Regions from separate parts of the Zea mays genome. Here regions 2 and 3 are each linked to region 1. A link is a contact called in public Hi-C data. All regions are on one chromosome and are shown on one strand. The core of a region is the stretch at or near the end of the contact, and the rest is flanking DNA. Distances in the headings are between cores, read along the strand shown. Region 1 holds the start of LOC103629159 (pentatricopeptide repeat-containing protein At2g46050, mitochondrial). Region 2 holds the start of LOC100275072. Region 3 has its middle 210 kb from the start of LOC100283852.

Region 1 (4,901 bases), core at 1,509-4,008:
CGCGTGCGTTCGATGACTACTATATCGAGGATTGTGGCGTCATCTTGGCGCCGGAGGTGACACAATGGAGGATCGACAACAGTGACCAGTTCGTCATCTTGGCGCCGGAGGTGACTACCTTACCCGAAAGGGGCTAGGGCAATAGGAGAGTAGGCGTGTAGGGAGGTTCTCGGGTTGATTTTATTGTGATGGTGGTCAGACGAGGGATTCCTACATTGCTCTTCCTAGAAACTGTAGCGGGTTTTCGGAAGCTAGTGGAACTTTGTAAATGCCTCGTAGTGGATCCCTAGCCATTCACATTGGAAGTGTCTAAGGGCCTTGCAAACCCTGGCGACATGGGATACACGACTTGTGGGTAAAGGGTACCACCTCTGCAGAGTGTAAAACTGGTATACTAGCCGTGCTCGCGGTCATGAGCAGCTCAGGACTCTCGCATGATTAAATAATGGAACTAAACTCAATTTGTCATTTGCATTGTATGAGATTTATTATTAATTTTGTTCTATTATTACTATGATTTGATATTTACTTACATTTAGTAACCGCTAATAAAATTTGACCAACTTATTAAAAGCAATGCTCAGCTTTAACCCCTATTATTGACCAGCCTTACACTTCACATGAACTCCCACATTTGGTGAGTTCATGCACATTATTCCCCCACAACTTGTTGAGCGATGAACATATGTGAGCCCACCCTTGCCGTCTCACACCCCCATAGGTCAAGAACAGGTACCACAGGATGAGGCGCATGGAGGATGCTGCGATGTGTTCGTGAGAGGTATAGGCCATCGTCTCCCAGTCAACTTTGGGTTACTGGATCGTTGTCTTCATATAATTTAAATATTTATTTATTTTGTACATAACTCCTATTATATAGTAAAGATGTGACATTCGTTCCTGCACCATGATTCATCGTATGTGTGAGACTTGGTCCCAGCACACCTTGTGAATATGTTCGCGACCGAGTCTTGATGTCCTGAAACCCGAGTGTGACACTAACTTAGCTTATCTTAATGAAAACCCGCCGACTCCGTCCCGATCTATCCCCGACGTTCGAGGACGCCGAGCGCGGGAAAAACAGACGGTTCCTTGAGATTGTACGTAATCCACGGACGATCCGGGCACGGGCCCGTTGCCTTCTTGGGTCGGTCCATTTCTCTTGCGTCTTTGTCCGGTCCACGACGAGACGACCTTGCGGGTTAACTGGTCTGTGGCCCCATGCAAGGGTCTTTCGCTTCCTAGTGGATCCGGGGATATCTGTCCCCCACAGTTATCCACAAGGGTATTACAGTATTCGTGCCGGTCACACTATGACTAGATTTATAGAATATATTAGCAACATTTATATCTTCGAATAATTTTACAATAAAAATAAATTCAAAGATCTAGCTAATAAAACTAATTATGTATTATAATTATTAAAATTTTCTTATAAAAATATGTTCAAAGTTAAAATGTTTGACTCCTAGAATGACTAACATTGTAGACGTAGGGAGTATTAACTAATATTATGCGTGAGCTGGTGGTTCATTTTCACAAGCAATTACCTATCATCAAAAATAGGTTGTCACAGCTGTATATAAAAAAAAGCCCATTACAAACAGAACATGTGTTGTACTGTGAAGTAGACCGCAAATGGGCATCGGAGCTGAATGATAATTGAGGATGATTCGCCTTTTAAGCCTAGCTGTTGTTCATCGCAAATATGTTGTACAAAAGATCGTTACCATTTTTAGTGATATTTGTTTGCATTATTACAAAACATGTCTGAATTTTTCGTGTTCTGATAGGGCCCCCGTAAGCACGTCTTATGTTCTAGTATCATTCAAAATCCAACTAGTGAGGTAGCTACACCGACAATTAGAACGCTTCATCTATTTGGAAAGGGTGACGATAGTAATTGTATATTGTGCAGTGAAAGTAGGAGAGAAGTAATTGCAAAGGTATCTTGTAAATATTTATAAGATGTTTAGTTTGAGGAATAAGTTAGTTCATCATCTTTTCACTACTTATTTTTTGTTTGGTTCGTGGAATAGAATTGATTGATCCATCATCATCTCATTCATAATAGTTAGTACTAACACGAGAAATAATGTCATACCACTAAATTTGAGGAATAGACTTATGATGAACAACTTCATCTTGGATTAAGTGATTCATCAAACCAAACACCTCCCTTAAACCATCTCCAACAGCTTACCTATACCTATATTCAAACTACACTATATAAACAGACAATATAAAACGATGCAAAACGGTGTTTTTTTTTGTCATTAGCAGGCTTACCATGTAGCCTAACAACTTCCTACTCTGAAGCAAACAGTGCCCTTGGTATGGATTGCATCAGTTAAATTGTTATTTGGACACAGAAAGATGTGCCTACTGACCAACACACGTATTAAGCAGAGAAATTCAGGGAGATGCGAGGTTGCAAACAAGCTTTGGTCCATACGGTAGTAACTCGTGACTCGTGAGGGAGATGAAGATTCCTTTTCTCGCTTGCGCCATGCGAAACTGACGGACGGGAATGTGACTGAGTACAATTCTCGGCCCATTTAAATAGGCCTGGTCGGTCCATGGCCCAGCGGCGAGCTCGCGTACAATTCGCACTACCAGGCTGCGCGGCTGCTGCCTGCTAGTAGTATCACCACAGTGGGAGGCGAGCATTTTAGTACCACATCGACGGAACGCAGTAGGGTGCACACCAACGGCTGCATTATAGAGGTCCGGAATGCCACAGGCACAAACCATGATCCTTCAGGCAGTTAAAGGGACATGATGAGCGGTATGATCTCGCAACTGCTATGCGAGAGGGGTGTCTGCCCCAACTACGCCTGTTACGACAACAGGCACCCCAATGATTTACCGTCTGATCCCGACTTCAAAACAAAACACAAATATTTTCGTTTTTGGTTCTAAGCGTTTTGTAATTCGTTTTGATTCTAGTTTGAAAACTGCAAAAATTTTCATTTTTTTCTAAAAAAACTCTAGTGGTGTATGGTTTGTCACATTTCATTTTTCTAGGTTCTAAACTTTGCATCATATCTCTAATGTATTTTGAATTAAATTTTTTACATATGTATTTTGTCATGGTCTAAAGTAGTACATGTTAATTCTGTGTTCAATTCGAAGCTTAGTGTATAAAAAAATAGATTTTTACATATGTATTTTGTAATGGTCTAAAATAGTACATACATGTTAATTCTGTGTTCAATTCGAAGCTTAGTGTATAAAAAAATTAGACGAAAAAAAAGAGAACACTTTATTTAGAAACAGAAGGACCTACCTTCAAATTTAAGGGATAACCTCTACGATTGTAGGGTGCCGCTGAAGTTAGAGATTCTGCACCCAGCATAAAAAGGCCCCTCGTCACCTGTCGATTATCATGTTGATCGGCGGCTTGGGCGCTGTGTGATGATAGAATGGAGCGCATTGCTCTCGTCTGCACGCCGTTCTGGCCTCGCTCGCCAGCTCGGGCGGCTCCACGTCTTTGTCCTGCAGCAGGGGGCAGTGGAGATGACCGATGAGGCCATCTCCCGCTTCCCTGTCAGCTCTGGAATGAGATGCGGCACGATCTCGTTGCCCTGTTACTCCGCGCCAGCTCCATCTCCGTCTCCGGCGGCGCTCGCGCAGCACAGACGCTCCACCCGCTGGCGCTCAAGTCCGGGCGCGCCTCGGAGGCTCGCGTGGCGACCGCGCTGGCCGTGGCGTACGCGCGGTGGGGCCTCGTCGCGCACGCACGCCGCGTGTTCGACGAAGCGCCGCGCAGGGACCTGGTCCTCTACAACGCCATGGTCTCCTGCTATGCCTCCCACGGTCTCGCGCGCGAGGCCTGGGCGCTCTTTGCCGCCGCGCGGCGCTCCGGGATCGCCCCCGACGGGTTCACCTTCAGCGCCCTGCTCCGTCCGCCGCCGCGCCGTGGCCGCCACCCAACCGCCGGCGCCGTCGATGACGGGCTGCTGCTCAGGATGGGAGCCCTGGCGCACAGCCTCGTGCTCAGGCTGGGTCTCCTCGCAGACGTGGTGGTTGCCACCGCGCTGCTCGACATGTACGCCAAGTGCGGCCGGGTTGACGAGGCGCGCTGGGTGTTCGACGCTATGGCGGTCAGGAACGTCGTCTCATGGAACGCGATCGTAGTCTGCTATGGTCGGGTTGGTGGAGGCAAGGACGCTGTTGAGCTGTTCCGGTGGATGCTGAGAGACGGGAGCTGCTGCCCGGATGAGCTCACGCTTGCCAGTGTGCTAAGCTCGTGCGCCAGCGTGGCGGCAGCAAACGAGGCTACTCAGGTTCATGCTTATGCCATAAAGAGGGGGTTTCACAGGTTTCTGCAGGTGGCCAATGCTGTTATCACAGCGTACGGCAAGACCGGTTTTGCTCGAGAGGCGGGGCAAATGTTTGCTATGATCTGCGACCCAGATGTAGTTACGTGGTCCTGTATGGTTTCGTCTTTGGCGTACCTTGGACTATGCAAGGATGCAGTTCATGTGTTTGAGAGAATGCTCCAACAAGGCGTACAGCCTGACAGCGTCGCCTTCCTTGGGGTTCTTTCTGCCTGCAGCCATGCCGGGCTCGTTGAAGAAGGCCTGCACTATTTCCTTATGATGGCGAGGGGCTACAACATCGATCCAAATTCACAGCACCTTGCTTGTCTGGTTGATCTCTTGGGGAGAGCTGGTAGGATTCAAGATGCTTACAACATTGTTATCAAGCTTTCTTGCGAGAACAATGCTGATATCGTTGGAGCTTTCCTTGGTGCCTGTAAGCTGCGGGGCAAAATTGAGTTGGCAAAGTGGGCTGCCGATAGGCTTTTATGCCTGGAACCAAGTGAGGCAGTAAATTATCTGCTTATGTCTAACGCATTTGCTGCTGCAGGAGCTTGGAACGAGCTTGCAGAAGTA
Region 2 (4,901 bases), core at 626-3,125, 650 kb before region 1:
TTTGCTTGATGTATGAGAGGCTTTGCACTGGAAAAAAACACTGAAAGACACAGTTGTGTGTTTTCAGGAAGAAAAGAGATACAGTTGTGCAAGTCATTCACCATCATGCCAGGTCCATGGATGCTTCATGCTATGACGAAGTTACCAGTTGTTCTGATTCCCGGTATGCAGTCACAGCACCCACCAACAGATCAGAAACAACGTCCGCCTTTGTTTTGTACTTTTTCTTAACCTTCTGGTGGTTCAACTTAAAAGACCTTCCCTAAACTGTAACTTTATAGCAGCAGTTATTTTGTTTTGTTTTTAAGCTTGTCCTGAGAAAAGAAACTAATCAAAGCTTTAGTTCTCATACTGTTACAGGAGAAGCAAACATGAAAGATCATAATACTGATGGTTTCAGAAAACTTATTTTCAATAATTTTCTGCCATTTCAAATTTCAGACCAAGTCAAGATATGGTAGCTTTACAACATAAAGCACAGCAATAAATGATAGTGACGGGCCTTCAACCATGAAAAGTAAATGAATAGCATGTAGGGCAAATATTAGCGTCATTTCTTCCTAATTGAAAATTCCATCCATTAACAACTTCTGGTTACAACAGAAATGACCATAAGTGTAGCATAACATTACTAACAAAGAACTCACATGTATGTAATTAAACTGCAACTCAGCACACAGAACTCAGTCTCTGTGGATTTTGTGGTAGCAGGAATACTAGCCATAAGGATGAGACTTTTCAGCAAGCTCGGGTGAAACAACTTTTTGTGATTCATCTCCTCCAGCCTTCTTCTGAAATTCAATGCCCTGGAACTGGACTCTTGAAGATCGATACTGACAACCAAAAGCATTTCCAAAGCCCCATCCTAGTCCAAGACCAACTCCGCAGCCCCCACCTATTTTTAACAAGATGGATTTTAGAAATCTACTAGCAAGGAAATGTAAGTGAATATAGGCTTAGAAGTAGTACCAATACCCAAGCCGAACGTGTTAAGAGGCATTCCTGGGTAGAAAAGCAAACCAAAAGCATGTCATTTCTTGATCATGAATACACATTTTCATTGAATATTACTCCCCCCAATCACAAATAAGTGACATTTTGGGTTATCTAAAACGAATCATTTTAAACATTTGTTGCATATTACTAAGTAGCTTCATAAAAGTATACTTTACTATGATCATGTTGGTAATGTGATAGGAACCAATCCATATACACAATGTTGGTCCCTAGTCCCTATTTAGCAGTAAACAGATATTAAGCAACTTGGAAAGAATCGCATGGGAAAGGGAAACAACTTGGGACTGAACTGCAACCGCATGCTTGTCCTGTAAATAATTTGATAGCCATTTTACCGCCAAATACAGCCAACACGAAATCAACAACACAGAATCCAAAAAAGGATCTCGCTAGTTCAATTTGACAAGTTAAGATTTCTAATACACGCCTACACCAAAAAGAAACAAATTAATCACGCGAAAATGAGCATGCTCTCACCTCCGAACCCCCACCCGACGCCGAACCCGCAGCCGACACCGAACCCTGCACCGGATCAAACAGAAAAAAAAATGAATTCAGCAAACCAAATAAGGAGCGAGAATCAGAGAGAGCAACGTCAAGGTCTGATCTTGGCGCCTGAAATGATGGGGCCTTTGGTTCACTCACCGATCCCAATCCCGGGGCCAGTGAATGTGCTGACAACCATGGCTCCCTCCCTCCTGCTCCTTCCCCCTGTGGATGGACGAGAGAAGAAGCCAAGAAAAAGCGAACCCGACCCTGTGGCCTGCGCATTACTCCGGACTCCGGTGGTGAAGATGAGGTGACGTCAGCGACAAATCGGCCGGGCCGTATTGGGTCTACACACCGGCTGACGGGCTTTGCCGTTGCTTTGGGCTAGGTTCACCTTTCTAGCGCAACTACAAACGGAAAGGCCCCTATAGCTAAACCAGCGTCCGACTAGCGGGATAAACTTTTGGGCCCTCGGTGAGTAATACTTGACAGTTTTTCAGCTCTCGTTCATTTAATCCATATGAATTGGATATTTAATCCATATAAATTGAATGATATTAAGTCGGTTTAAATTCATAGCAAATTAAAATTTATTTTAATTTATTTTAAACCACTTTAATTTATATAGAATTATAATAACCGAACAAGGCCTAAGGACTTATTCGTTTTGATGCTTATCCATGTGGATTGACGGGATTTAGTTGGTTTAAATCTATAGTAAGTTAAAATCAGACTCAATGCCACCCAATCCACTCCAATCCACATGGATTGGGAATAACAGAACAAGACCTTATCGATTCCAAAGTCCGAATTGTTACCTAGGAACGTTATCTACTGTTAGTAGAGATGTCAATGAGTAAATAAATACCCACATAGTATTACTATCTCATACTCATACCCACTACAAAAAGATAACCTCATCGGATCACTTATATTGACTTGTGGGTATGGATTTACCCCAGAGTCACCTGTCGGGTTACCCCGTACCCAAAAAGATTCAACATATAGATATATACGGTAAGCACCATTGAACAAATATAATGAACTATAAAAAATATGAGTTATGAAACATCAAACTTAAATAAGTCGTGTGCCATAATTAAGCATCGCGCCATTTGATTTCTAACATTATAGATACATGAGGCTGCAAAAATCAAATTGCATGGCTAGGATTGTGCTTAGGTCTTTAGAAATATTATCTAATTACATAGTTGCACAAGAAACAACTATAAAATCTGCTTGGAAACTATACTTACACAATTGATTATAGTGCTGGGAAAAAAACCATAACCGAAACCCAAAACCGGAATACCCAAACCCAAATTACTCAAAACCCGAATTTTGTTCAAGAATTGTGAATGGTAATTTGTAAAACTCAAACTTATTTCAAGTAATTCGGATATTACAATCGGGTACCCGAATTACGCAGACTTTCATGTGTTATGTACTCATGTCATTGTTAATTATCAAATTGTGCATATATAATTATGTGTAAATGTGTATGAACTTGTAAACTTGTAATTGTAGATTGTTTGTGTTTTTACATGCATGTATATCATTATTCAAACTGTGTTTTGTACTAATTCAATAGGGTGTATATGTTTTATGAAGCTGACACAATATTTCAGGTAGTTCGGGAATACTCAAACCCAAAACTCCGGGTACCTGATTTTTTGGGTAATATAAAATCCACTGTAATTTCGGGTACATATTCTCAAAACCTGAATTTTAAATTACTCGAATTACCCCGACCTGAAACTTTCGAGTAACCCGAATGCTCACCCCTAATTGATTGGATGGTGTTAGGATCAGGATGAGCAGGGGTACGATAATCTATGGACTATGCCTGGCTGTATGTGGAATTCTATAGTAGAAAGAGATTATATAGCTAGGGTTTCATTTATTTTGGGCAAGGCCAAGTACTCAAGTTTATGCATTTTGGCTAAATTTGTACTGGATATTTTATACCCACCGGGTTAACGAGTATGGGTGATGTCGGGGGCGGTAATTAGGGACACCCTGATTATCCCCCTAACGAACGCACTCAGAGAAATAAGAACCAAACTCCTGAAGGGTGACAGCCGAGCCACCTACAAAAAAACCAAGACATCCCTTGAGGATCTCCCACCTCGAGCAGGGCTCCACCTCACCCGAGGTCGACACCACTCGCTCAGCCTCGCCCGAAGCCGCCTCAGCCCAGTCCGTCTCGCCTGAGCTGGCCTCAAGCGAATAGGACAAGGCACTCGAAAACAGGTAGGGGACATGCGCATTTAATGCGTGTGCCAACCCGCGCTGTGGCAGCAGAGCACAGTGGCGGACAATATAGCAATCACGCCCGGTGTAGTGTTATGATTACGCCTACATCACAGTGCACGCACGCCACCTGACGCCCTCCGATGGGACGTCTAACACGACAAGCCAAGCGGACATGCCTTCGGGCATAACCGCTCCGCCTCGCCCGACCCTGGGCTCAACCCTCGGGCAAGTTCTCCGCCTCGCCCGAGCTCAGTCTCGGCCACCGACTGCACCACGAATCCTGTAGACAGCCACTACGCCCAACTGTAGCGCACGTTGAGAGACGGCTCGGCTAGCGCCTCGAGAAGACTTCTGCATCAACCAAGCAGGGACTCTGATCTCGATGAGTGCTGTAGGGAATCTCGACGTCATCATGCACTAGGACGATGATGCGCCCTGTAAGCAGCCTTTAGCCCATACCCCAACGCTGTTTACAACCACTACGGCATGGGCGACCTCTCCCTCGGGGGCTCAGGCGTATGGACAACCGCTCGGCCTCGGCTCTCTACGGGAAGTCAGCAGGCATGAATCTACTGCATGGTTCGCCATCACATCAGATGCCAGGGCATCTCTCTTTTGAATACAAGACTCAGCTTCACTGTGGACGCTCCCCTTGGTGTATAAATAGGGCAGTGGTCCCTCCACGGGACACGGGGACACACAAAGACAAACTCTCACTTTCTCACTCTGTCTTAGATATTGGCACTTGCCTCAATCATCTCTAGGGACTTGGGGACTTACCCTCTCCCGCTGTGCTTGTAAACCCCTACTATAGGCACCACGGTGCGAGTAATATAAGCCTCATCCTCTCTGCTGGAAGTAGGGCCTTGAGTAGCCTGAACCAGGATAATTACTTGTGTCATCTCGCAGACCATCTAGAGCCGGCCACGCGACACATTTACTAGTTGGTTAAGGACCCATGGTCCAAACACCGATATTTGGAGCACCAGGTAGGGGATAGTCGCGTGAAACACTCCTAGTTCTCGCCAGCGCTCTAGATGGCAGATTCCCACCACCCGCTGAGGCTAGGGACGATGATCAGGTTCAGGAGTCTTGAGTTCATGTCTCTCGGCAACGAGTACGATATGGTACTTCTCCCG
Region 3 (4,901 bases), core at 1,718-4,217, 620 kb after region 1:
TGGGGCGACCTCGTCATTGGCCTTTGTCCTGCAGCGTGTTGGACGAAGGGTGGAGACTGCCCGTCGTTTTGCCTCCGTTGGTGCAGCGAGATTGGCGAAGGCATCGAGCGAAGGGTAGCGTCTTCGCCTTCGCCCCAACAATATCTTGACAAGCTAGTTAGTCCACATGGTTTGTGATGGACGTCAACCACCAAAATTGATTATAAGAAATGATTAGCCCATTTCCCTTTCAGTAAGATCTAAATAAATTTTGGGATTAGCTCATGGTTGTTACCCTAGGATGAGATAAGCAAAGTGGTTGAGATAAGTAGGCTTATTAGGACGAGATGAATCTTTGAGAACAAGATAGAATCTTTTGAGATTAGTTAGATCTATTGAGATAAGATGAAAATCTTTTCGAGATGAGATGAATCTATTAAGGTAAGAGAGTATCTTTTAAGAAAAGATAGATCTATTAAGCTTAATATATTTTAGTGGGGGATAATCTAAGTTGTCTAGTTACCTTATAGACATAATAATAATTATCATTATTATTATTATTATACCTATGTGTATATGTAGATGTAATTGTGGATATTACTCTACAACCCATCACACTCAATCAAAGATCCAAATCAGACAAGTATCATAAGAACAAACATTGAAGTACATAGACACCTATAAAAATAGTTTTGTTTTTGTTCCTAAGAGTAGGTCTCCTATTCCTAAAGGTCACTTTAGGTACATGATTTCGATGTGTGAAATCCACTTTTGTCTTTAGAAGCGAAAAAGTAAGAGTAATCAGAGTAAAGCAGCAGTGGATGAGAATTAGAGCAACAAAGGTAAGTAGATAATGGTTGTCCAGTTCTATCTAGGTCTCGTCCTACAGTCAACATCCCTCTGATACCACTTCTGTCACACCCGGGTTTCGGAGCACCAAGACCCGGGCGCAAACATAATCACCAGGTGTGCTGGGACCAAGTCTCACACATATGATGAATCAAGGTACAGAAACGAATGTCACATCTTTACTATATAATAGAAGTTCTGTACAAAATAAATAAATAATTACATCATACACGATTCAACATCCCAAAGTTGACTGGGAGACAACGGCCTAGACCTCTCACAAACTCGTCACAGCATCCTCCATGCGCCTCATCCTGCGGTACCTGTTCTTGACCTGTGGGGGTGTGAGACAGCAAGGGTGAGCTCACATACGTTCATCGCTCAACAAGTTGTTGGGAATAATTTGCATGAACTCGCCAAAGGTGGAAGCTCATGTGAAGTGTAAGGCTTACCAAAGAGGATGGTTAAAGCCGAGCATAGCTTTTAAAGTTGGTCAAAATTTTATTAACAGTTGTATAAGTAAATACCAACCCAAATAAATAGTAGATCAAAATTGATAACAACACCTGCGATGCAATGCATATGACAAATTGAATTTAGTTCCATAAACTAATCATGCGAGTGTACGAGCCACTCATGACCGTAAGCACGGCTGATATACCAGTTTTACACTCTGTAGAGGTTGCACATCTTTACCCACAAGTCATGTTACCCATCTGCCAAGGGATCGCGACTTCCCATACACCTCTACTAAGGAAGCGAGGCAGGGTAACACTACGAGGCCTTTACAAAGTTCCTCTACAGAATACCCGCTACAATTTCTAGGAAGCTCCAATGCAGGGACCACTCGCCTGACCGCCATGCAGCAAAATCAACCCAAGGGCCTCCCTACACTGACCACTCCCCTACTGCCCTTGCCCCTTTCGGGTAAGGTAGTCCTCCACTAGCTTTCCTAATTAGTCAGCCAAGGGCGTCCCATACCACCCTTGTGGTAGCACTGTTTTCCCGGATGGTCGCTCCATGTTCCAATTAACATAATGATCTTATCATGAACAATAAATAACAAACTGATAATACAAGCATGATCATGAATAATGTGTATCTCAATGCCCCAAATCCACATATAGCAATAGCAAGTACTACCCAAAAGTTCAGTGGTAAACAAGGCATAAAGATAGTCAAACTAGGGTAACTTATTGGGTCCCACCAAAATTAACCTGTGCATATCATTATGATTAATAAGAACATTATTGGGTAAATAGAAGTGATCAAGGGCACAACTTGCCTGGGACTTGAGATTCTAGGTACCAACTTGCTCTTCAGGTGTCTCGTAACCTCGCGCTAGTCGTAGCAATACAAATAAACAGCGTATAGGAAAAATTAACATCACACCAAACATAAGAACAAATTGCATAATAATAATCTATGCGTCGCTACGAGATCATAGGTTCGAGAATCACTAAAATCGTAGTTAGGGTTGAAGAGTTATGATTTATGAAATATCTATGTGATTAAATATTAAACTATATTATAAATTGGTTAATACACATTATATGAGAAAATATACTCTAAATAATTCATTCAACTTTAATATAGATTATAACTTGATTAGAAATCATATCTTAGTCAATTATCATCATGGACCGAGTTAACTTTGGTTGGAAGCATCTACTAATAATAGGCTAACCACTGTCTATTTATACAGATATGTTTTATGGCACATATAATGTCAACACTGCGTAGGTATTTTTATTATGAAACTATCGCAACTGGAACGGGTCAAATCGGAGTTAAAACGACGAAGTTATGAATTATCTATGTTTTAGAATTATTTTTATACTCAAAAGTCATTTATTTTATATTTTCTTGAAAATCTGGGTGGTGGCTTCTAATACCAATGAGTTCGTGGTCTTCTGTGCAAACGTTAGGGCTGATTTGTAATGTTCTTTCTATTGTACCGGATCGCGGGTTGAATAAGGAAAAATGCAGGGGCTCTTTACCAAAAGATTATGGCCGAAGGGTCATCAGATATTCTGAACCATTGGATCCGCGATTTATGGCCCGAATCAGAAGGCCACATCACCCAACCGGTATGCGCCCCGGTCCCCACGATCCTGATCTAACGGCTAGGTGCCCACCCACTACTGGATCTAATCTCATCCGCGCTATTTGGATCGGACGGCCCACGACTCATCACCCTCAACCCTCCCCGAGCAGCGGCGCCGCCGCCATGCTCCCACGGCGGAGCACGCAGATGAACGCCGATCGGTTCCCCCCCGAGCACCCAAAACCCAATCTGACGGAGCTACACGCGGTATTTCTGATTGCGAGCTCAAAGAAGGGCATCTCACCGGTTGTCGCGGCATGGAAAGCACTCGGCCACGAACAGCGCGGCCCGCGGCGGAGGATAGAACGCCGACGAGCAATTCTCCATTCCCTAGACTTTGCCCATACACGACAAGGACCTGGAAGCCCATGGTATGCACCAGCGAGCGCCCTGATCACGCACAGGGACCCGAAGAGCATTGTCTGGGGTTCCTAGCGCGGTGGCGCCAGTTTCTCTTCCCTGTTTCAGCTTGGCGCATGGGCCCTCTGCTTAAGCCGATGCCCTGGACGAGAGGAGGTGGCCGGGTTTTATAGGTAGTCCCGTGAGGATCTCGGCCGGAGCAACAACCTACAGAGGGGAGCTCCATCGGATCCGGCGGCCGCGGCGGCGTATCCCAACCACCGGAGGAAGAAGGGGGTCCCTGACCCTGCGGGCCCACATGTCATAGACGCCAAGGAAGAGGTGAGGAGAAGGGCTGGCGCGCAGCGTCTGTTTGGGCCGGCAGGAGCACGGGGAAAAGGGGAAAGTGGGCCGTCCGCAAGGACATTAGGCCCGAGAGCCAGGGAGGAGTTCTTCTCATTTTTTATTCTATTTTTTTCCTAATTCCATTCCCAAATTTAAAAGCAAGTTCAAATAAAGCTTGAATTCAGAATGCGCAACCATGAAAATCTAGCATGCTAATACAAATTTTTTACTTTTATTTATTTATTATCTTGTTTTATCTATTCAACAAATGTTTTCTTAATATGAAACTCATATACACAAAAAGGGCACTATTTTAAGGGAAGAAAATATATCATCCTAAATCCTTTTATGAATATTAATTCTATCTAGTTTTATTTATTATCCCATTTTTTATTTCACAAGGAATGTTTTGCCAATTAGTATTCACAAAGGATGTTATATATAAAAAAACAATTTCTGATATACCACCATTAAGTATCTTAGTGGATATTCTCAAGTATTTGGAGAACTCTTTAAATCACCAAAACAAGACTTTGGTCGTTACGCTCGCTGAGACTGCAAGGAGCAGGGGCAGGAATTCTCTTTATCGCTCCCGAAGGTGAACAACTCAAGTATGCACTCTAGCTCTTATTTCCAGCATCCAATAACGCCGCAAAGTACGAGGCACTGATCCACGGACTAAACATCGTTGTTTCACTCGGCATCAAGAGATTAATGGTGTATGGCGACTCACTGGTGGTCATAAGCCAGGTAAACAAAGACTGGGATTACTCGATCGATTCAATGAACAAGTATTGTGCAACAGTGCGGAAGCTGGAGGACAAATTCAAAGGATTAGAATTCCACCATGTGGAAAGGGATCACAATGCAGCGGCTGACACATTGTCAAAGCTGGGATCTAGTCGGGCCCAAGTTCCACCTGGGGTTTTCGTCCAAGAAATATAGCAACCGAGTGTCGCCACAGATCAGATGGAGGAATGCCACGCTCTGAGTCAGGCAGAGGCAGATCCCAACGCCTGGAGAGAGCCAATCATCAGATACATAAGAAACGAAGAAGATCCAGATGATAAGGCTGCGACGGAGTGCATTGCTAGACAGTCGGCCCACTATACCATTATAGGGGGTCTGCTGTATAGAAGAGGTGCAGGAGGAGTCCTCATGAAGTGCATTCACTCGGCTACTAGAAAGCAGCTGTTAGATGAGATTCATGCCGGGCAATGTGGCATACATGCAGAGTCACGAACTCTGGTAGGAAAGGCTTTTAGGTCTGGGTGTTACGGGA

Evidence for each region. A called contact is a pair of places that touch in the nucleus more often than the background predicts.
Region 2: a Hi-C map of leaf shows a contact between it and region 1, with 3 times the contacts expected there. The contact joins the promoter of LOC100275072 here to the promoter of LOC103629159 in region 1. A contact is called at or near these places in 2 of 25 Hi-C or Micro-C datasets (ear and leaf).
Region 3: a Hi-C map of seedling shows a contact between it and region 1, with 5 times the contacts expected there. The contact joins the enhancer-like site here to the promoter of LOC103629159 in region 1. A contact is called at or near these places in 6 of 25 Hi-C or Micro-C datasets (bundle sheath, leaf, root tip and 2 more).

Annotation. Positions count from the first base shown.
Region 1 is chr6:31,014,709-31,019,609 of Zm-B73-REFERENCE-NAM-5.0, forward strand. It overlaps LOC103629159 (pentatricopeptide repeat-containing protein At2g46050, mitochondrial), which reads left to right and starts at 2,759. Exons shown (of 2, transcript XM_008650335.2): 1 at 2,759-4,901. The coding sequence starts at 3,567. It overlaps LOC111589609 (small nucleolar RNA Z279/snoR105/snoR108), which reads left to right and starts at 2,774; the gene lies at 2,774-2,880.
Region 2 is chr6:30,368,679-30,373,579 of Zm-B73-REFERENCE-NAM-5.0, forward strand. It overlaps LOC100275072, which reads right to left and starts at 1,876. Exons shown (of 4, transcript NM_001149261.1): 1 at 1,663-1,876; 2 at 1,495-1,539; 3 at 970-1,002; 4 at 554-895. The coding sequence starts at 1,702. The coding sequence ends at 717.
Region 3 is chr6:31,632,469-31,637,369 of Zm-B73-REFERENCE-NAM-5.0, forward strand. No RefSeq gene overlaps it. Among protein-coding and RNA genes, the nearest start is that of LOC100283852, 210 kb to the left of the region's middle. Within about 2 kb of position 2,968, at least 18 of the 20 cell types and tissues checked have an H3K27ac peak or open chromatin away from gene starts, as enhancers often do. A contact at or near this core is called in bundle sheath, leaf, root tip and 2 more, where this site is marked.